Linked DNA regions of Zea mays: region 1 is linked to region 2. A link is a contact called in public Hi-C data. All regions are on one chromosome and are shown on one strand. The core of a region is the stretch at or near the end of the contact, and the rest is flanking DNA. Distances in the headings are between cores, read along the strand shown.

Region 1 (3,662 bases), core at 341-2,840, 210 kb after region 2:
CATTAGGATGGCGCAAGCATAACCATAGATTCCTTACAACTCTTCGATGAAACAATTTTGCTCAATGAATCCTAGTTATCTTACTCACCCAGAACTTTTGGATATCATGCCCATTTTCCTACACATCTCATGGATTGCAGCTCGCTCTTGTTTGGATATATCAGGTTCAAATGTGTACACTGCAAGGTAAAATAGTCTAAGTATCAGTTTATTCAGCTCACAGCACCAAAGGAAGAGAGCAATAATCTCAATGCATTACTACATAATATAGATGGGTGAGGCTTAAACTGAAGTAGGGCCAGCCAATATACGAGAAAAAAAAATGCCATCAAAATAAGAAGATCTACTGCTACACTGACCCTTATGCGCGTAACTAGAATTCTACCATCAATAAATTATATCAAACAATTAATTGGGTCTGTGCTTGTGCTCAATGTGCTGGTACTCCCACTAATATACAGCCATGAAAACATGCAAAGACTTTTGCAAGGCAATTTTACTATATTATCTAGGAGGCGTACAGCTATCTCACAACAATCATGTCTAAAATTGCAAGATGCAACCCAATGGAAAACAGTTATAAGTTTGTGGAAAGACGATTGCATTCTATAACCTAAGATTGGCCAATTCCAAAATATATCACTGGAAAGCTACATTACAAACACTGAATGCACCACTTAGCACATGTCAAACCTAAGAAAACGTTCAAACTTTGTGTGACAATATTAGCATCAGAGAGCCGATGTGCAAATTATATGTAACTGCAAGTGTGAACAGACATGTTGATAAAAGCACAATGTGGATGAGAAACAGCAGCACTATTGTGATCAGTACACAACAGAAACATCAAAGCAAACCACAAAGCAGGTTGTAATGCAAATGCACTCAGGACTAAGGACGACAGGATCACAGGACAAAAAATACACTGTTCTAATGGAGTTGGAAAAAAAGAACAGAAAAGCACAAGGACCAAATGGGGCAAGAATTGGAAGGGATACGCTCAAACTCTAGCCCCAGGCGCAAAGTCCACTGAGCGGCGCATCAACACTACTGCTACACTCGTTCGAACGCACCAAATTTGCCGCTCCGAAGTTCAAAAACAGGAGCCAAAATAAAGGGAGGCGAATGGTGCGAACCCTCGGCGTTGGAGGCGCGGAAGTCCTCGAGCGCCTTTGAGACGCGCACCAGCGTCGCCTCCTTCATGCCGGCGCTCCCCCCGGCCGCTGCGCCCTTCCCCTTCCGCCCCTTCCGCCCCATCAGTTCCTCGTGCTCGTTGTCGTCGTCTAGAAGCACGCTCGGCGGTCGGGAAGCCCCTTCGATGCGGCGAGCTCGGTTTGGCTGTACCGGCGGGCGGCGGTGTCGCGCCTGTGCGGCGGTCGCTCTCTTGATGGTGCGCTGTTCCGGTGCGCCGAATGAAAACCTAGAGCTAGTCGAGACGGCGAGCGGGTAGCGCAGCGGGTTTGGACGAACGGGCACACCAGACAGGTGGACCATGGTGGTCGATGGGGGCTGGCTGAGGACTGAGGTCCTGGAACTGGAACCACGCGGAAGCGGCCCACGCCCAAGCTCGCGAGTTCCAGGCTTAACTTTGTGCCGTTGTGCGGCCCAAGAGCAGCACAGATCGTGAAAGGGGGTGTCCAGGGGTGTTTGGCATATCTCGAAGGAGCTGTGCTCCAAAATTTTAGAGTATAAAACAGTCTTATCTAAAATATATATTGTTTTGTTTGTAGTAAACTCATAACCAGTGATAATGACAGATAAATATCTTCAACTCCATATCTAAAGTACTTTTTAAGGATTTCAGGCACACCAAAAAATTGTACTACAACTATTAAAATTCTATGGATTTTGCAACTTTAGAGTTAGACCATGTTGGCTACTTATAAATAATATATATTTGCAACTCATAGGTTTTATGGCTACTTTGACATTCTTGCCCTTTGTTCATTTCTGATTCAAACAATTTATGTAAAAATAATTTCGCCGTGCATATAAATAAAATGACCGATGAATATGCTAAAAAAATATAACATGTCCATTGTCTACAACCAAATATTTCATATTACGACATAATATTAATTTGTATCTAGTTTCACGCTAAGGCAACAAAAGTAGACAGAGTATCACGAACGCATTCATGGTAATAAACTTTATTCCAATGTTGATCCATCAGAGGCATGTTGCGAGCCTGAGACACTGCATATTTGTTGTACCTTTCTAAGATAGTAGGAACAAAGTTTGGATCTTGATCAAAATTAGCGAATTATTCGTCTTCACATGCATGCTTGCGTATGAAATTGTGAAGAACCATGGTAGCAACAACTATCTTGTTTTGTGTCTGCATAGAAAACCATGGCATCTTATAGAAGATCTACCATTTCATCTCTAATACCACAAACAAGCGCTCTATGAGATTTCGAATATATGAGTGAACTCACTTGAACTTCTCTTTTGAAGTATTTGGTTCCATACATGGGTGCCACTCTAGTGAGTGATACCTTTCATCCTTGTACAAAGATAGGTAACCAGGTCGGTTAAGATAACCTGCATCCACAACATAGTACTTCCCTACATACATATTACAAATAATAATGATAATAGTAAATGCATGCATGGTAGTAGAAAGAATAATAGCATCCATGATATTAGAAAAAATGTGCTTGGAGGAGGATGTGTGAATATATATGCATCCGCTTCTAATGCATGGTACAATATACGTGTCGTGCATTGCACTTGGTTGACCCGCAAACACATAAACCGATTGCATATTGAGTTACCATTATTGTCTTACTGATATATCTCACTTGCTCTTTAGGAGAAAGAGTGACACGAATATGAGTTCCACCAGGAACACTTATGTGGTCCTTAAAGTGTGGATAAACTCTTTCATCGTTCTGAATCCTTTTGTGCAATGTGCGAAAATTAGGATCTATTGGACTCAAGTAATCCTCAGGCATTACAATCGTACATTCTAGAAATTCGTGAAATTTTATACTAATGGTTTCACCCCGAGTGCTTAAACTTGTTCTAGCATTTTATATTGGACTCATAACCACCACATACAAATAGAAAGGTTGCAAGCATTTCATAAGTGTTCATGTGTTTGGATGGTTTCACTTTGTAACTCTCTGCCAACACATCATCAAGATCAATTAAAATATCCTTGTCCATATGCAACATCGTGTGACATTCACCTAGAGTGTTCATTGTATCTGTAAGCCACCCCATTCCACTAAGTCGTGAAGTCCTTGGTGGGGCCTTATCCATGTACATGTCAACATAAGTTTCAGCATGTCTGCCACACTTTAGAACAAGATCGAAAAAATCACCATCATCACTAGATTCATCACTCACCCATACATATACACAAAATTGTTATAAGCTTAACAACAAGGTAATATATAAATGACTCACCCATACTTCGAGTGGTTAGACTCTAATGAAGTACCGGACTCTAATACCAATTGAAAGTCGCCTAGAGGGGGGTGGATAGGCGGAAACTGAAATTTACAACTTTAAACACAAGCTACAAGTCGGGGTTAGCGTTAGAGCGAATATCAAGTTCGGGAGAGAGGGGAAAATAAATCAACCAAGAAAATAAAGCGGGTGACACGGCGATTTGTTTTACCGAGGTTCGGTTCCAAAGAACCTAGACCCCGTTG
Region 2 (3,884 bases), core at 1,147-3,646:
CCGGGCGTATAGACACGACTGTGCCGTTTGTTCGTATATCGGTAACGTAATGAATAACCGGTAACGTTAATTCATGTTTGTTTAAGTTCAATCGTAATTGATACCACACTACAAATAAATACCGTCTTATTCAAATTTGTTATCTTCGGTATTCGAGCGTGAATCGTTATCATTACCATTTACGTTACATTTTTGTGAATCAAATAGCACTATAGACGTAAAGTGTGTTTGGTTTACATATACTAATTTTCCTTTATTTTATTCTATTTTAGTCGCTAAATTATTAAATATGAAAACTAAAACTTTTCATATTTATTAATTTAGCGACTAAAATGAAATAAAATGAAGAGACTAAAAATTAGTCTCTAAAAATAAAACATCACTGTAGTGTGGTGAATGAAGTATAATACGTCCTCCGTCTTAAAATAGTAGTCGTTTTAACACTTGATTTTAAATTCTATATTCAAATAAATGATAATGAATCTAGACATATATAAAACACACACATCAAGTATTACATTAATCTATTAATTATCTAAAACAAAATTTTAATTTAGGACAGAGGGGGTAAAAGACAATGGTAAGTGTGGTAATGGATCTCGATCCAAACGTTTCTTCATATTATTTTTGAGCCTTTAGTTAATTTTAGTTCAAAATTAAATAGGATGAGAGATTGATTCTAATTCGTTTCGATATTTAAATTTTATAGCGTAAAATTTAAAGTTCATTATCACCCCTAGACAATGAAGTTCCTGAGATTTTAGATGCCCGGTACAAAATTTAAAATAGACGCCCTTGTTAATATTATATATAAATTTATCAATAAAAACTCAATATGATCTATTAAAATTATAAACTTAATAAGTTATTTATGCTCCCGCGAGGTGTCTTCTATCGCCATCTCAGCTGCCGTGGTGTTTTTAGTTTAAAAAAAGCAACTTTATTCTAAATGAGTTGATTTATCATGGGTTTATCATATGAATTTTGATAGAAAACTATATTTCTTAAGCCAGTAATTGTTAATGAGGTAATATCGGAGCAATCCATTCAATTTCACTAACCAAATAATAAATAATAAATAAATAAAAAGTTCATATAGCACTTGTTCTTTTAACCATACACACTATACGCTCATTATATATACAAATAGAGTAATCTTACACTATTGGTATTATTTGTGCGTATAAGATGGGCCTTATGGTCCGAGAAGTCCGGGATCGGCACTGATAATAGATAGGAGTGCACGGATGAACATATGGCACAAGTTGAATTATTGTAGAAAACTATAAAAATAAAACGAAATTGATGGTAGTCGTCACGTCGCAATCCAATGCTCCGCCTCTTACCTCCTGCACCTCGGTCAACTGTGATCTCCTACACCTTTATGACGATGGTATGTGTGGCCGAATGTAAATTGGGTTTTTAGGCTGTTTGCTTCAAAACAGTACGTTTGGATTAAAGTTAATGAACAACTTGTTTATATGCTAGTATCTGCTATAAAAGATTCGAGAAACCTGAGCTCTTAAATTAAAAGTAGAGAAAACACTATAGAGGTCTCTCTCATTTGAGCGTTTTGATTTAGAATGCTCTAACTTAAGAGTGTGTTTGGTTTTGAGAAATAAGATGATCTATCTTCTTTCAACTCTTTAATTTTTTTTATTTTTGGTTATAGAATAGAATGGCTTTTAATCCATCACTATCTTATCCTTCACACGCTAATAATTAATGTAGGAGGAATATAATGGTTGTATCAAAATTCATGGTGCACCAACTATGAAGTGGTTTCAGGAACCAAATGCACAATAAATTTAACGGGAGAGAAGCGTCGTTTAACCTGCTAATTGCCAGTTTTCCAACAAAATAAAGGCAAAAGAAACTCATCCAAAAAGACAAAAGAGAAAAAGAACTAAACAAAACAGAACAAGTCACTAAGTCAGACACGCGAGGATGCACGGCCAAAATGGCGGTGGAGAGCGCCCAAACCCTCGAACCCAGCAAAGTGCCACACGGCCGAAGCGACCATCCTCGTCACGACGCGCCCTGACTCCAATAAGTGCTACCCGCCCACCCCATCCATTCCCTCGGGGCCTCGTCCCAAGAGTCCAGACTCCCCAATGCTCCGCCACCAAACTAGCGTCCACCGACGGAAGGAACACGGCAGGCAATCCTGCACTGCAACAACGACACCACCTCGAGGCCTCCACCGAAAAGACCATCTCGGCCCCCGGTCTGGATCTACAACCTCCCCAGAGGCGCCCCTGGATTCTGGACCCGGAACTGGCTAGTTTCGCCATTTCGTAGTCCGATCAAAACCTCCCCAAACCCAACGCACCGGCTAGTCGCTCCGCTCGCACGTCGCGCCCGACGCCCCGACCTCGGCTGCTCGTCCAGTCGTCCTTCGTTTCCCTTCCCTTCCCTTCCCTTCCGCCAGAAGTCTCCACGCTCCCTTTCTCCCGTTTAAAACCTTCGCTTGGTCTCGACTCTACTTGGCCGGCCATTTCTTCGTCTCGCCCAATCCTCGCTCACCTCAAATCCTAGGGCCCCGCTTCTCCTACTCGGGAGGCTCAGATCCAATGGGCGCGGCGCCGTCGACGCCGACGTTGGACGTGGCACCGTTGACGCCGAGGTTGGGCGCGGCAGGCGCGCCACCGTCGCCCAGCGCGGCGGAGCAGATGTTCGCGGCGCTGGTCGGCGAAAAGGCCTACCCAATCTCCTCCGAGTTCTGGAACCAGCTGCTCGAGCTGCCCCTCACCCTGCAGTGGCCGCGCGACCGCGTGCTGCAGGCGTGCCACGCCTTTGGTGAGTGTGGCCTCCTCGAGATCCACGCCCCACGTGAGGAATCGCGGCTGTGCTAATTGCTTCCTTGTGCTGTCGCGTCAGACGATTTTAGTCCCGCTTCCTTCGAGTGTTTTGATCCGTGGGGCAATGCGGATCATGATCATATGTTTTGCGTGTACGGGGATCGTGGCCTGCGCCGCGCGGTGGGTTCAGGCCTCTGAGGCGAACTGCTAGATTGGTCAGTGTGTTTACGACATGTTTGCTATGGTGATTGTGTCGTTGGGAGTTTTTTAGGTGTCGATTTCTGCGGATTTTGAGGTTTTTGTGTTTATTATGATGGGATCCTGCGGCGCTTAGTCGCCGTTCTGGTGATGCATGCGGGCTTGTTCATAATTCGCGAGGCATGTTCCCAATTACTACGAGTCTAGCCTGACTGGCCTTGATTTTGTTGCAATTTCTGGCATATTGGCATGTTTTGATCGGGTTGGTAATTTCTGAGTTTCCGTGCGCCTGGCTGACCTGTTTTGTTTTTACTTGAACTAGTTCAGCGAGTACACTGTGCATCCCCCGTTTTTGGTATGATGACCGCTTGAGCAGAAGGGAAGTGATGATCAAACGTGAACATTAGGTGCTAGCTCCAATTTGGATATTTGATGGAAACACTGTGATTTACTGTATAATTGGTGGTTGGTTTTAGAGTTCATGGTGTCAACTGTCAAATGCTTGTGCCTTGAACCACCTGGGACCAGCTATTGTACTTCATGTTCCCAGTAATTAGTGACATTGCTGATGTGCCAATGCAATGACGATACACTGTTTCATTCTCCCAATTTAGTTAGCTTAATGCTCTGAAGATTCTGTCTGCTTTAACATTTACATGATTAGATTTTCAAATATATTTAACTCGTAGTTATTTATGCTTATGGGTCTTCATTATGTGCATTTGCAGCCGAGAATAACTACAAAACAAAGCATCTTGCAAAGATTTTGATCCATTTGGTTTGTTGCTTGCAAGAGTGCACCTCAACAACTTCTGTATCTTCTGTCGTATATCAGAGGGCAATCAACGCGGCATACATATCATCCATATTTCTCAAGTTCATCAT

What was found. Hi-C and Micro-C count contacts between places; a contact is called where the count stands out from the background.
Region 1: a Hi-C map of leaf shows a contact between it and region 2, with 6 times the contacts expected there. The contact joins the promoter of LOC100384291 here to the promoter of LOC100383666 in region 2. A contact is called at or near these places in 4 of 25 Hi-C or Micro-C datasets (ear, leaf and tassel).

What each region holds. Positions count from the first base shown.
Region 1 is chr8:179,454,907-179,458,568 of Zm-B73-REFERENCE-NAM-5.0, forward strand. LOC100384291 (DExH-box ATP-dependent RNA helicase DExH6) reads right to left here and starts at 1,591. Exons shown (of 15, transcript XM_008657096.3): 1 at 1,137-1,591; 2 at 89-179. The coding sequence starts at 1,494.
Region 2 is chr8:179,244,962-179,248,845 of Zm-B73-REFERENCE-NAM-5.0, forward strand. LOC100383666 (dyggve-melchior-clausen syndrome protein) reads left to right here and starts at 2,397. Exons shown (of 18, transcript NM_001176309.1): 1 at 2,397-2,799; 2 at 3,728-3,884. The coding sequence starts at 2,574.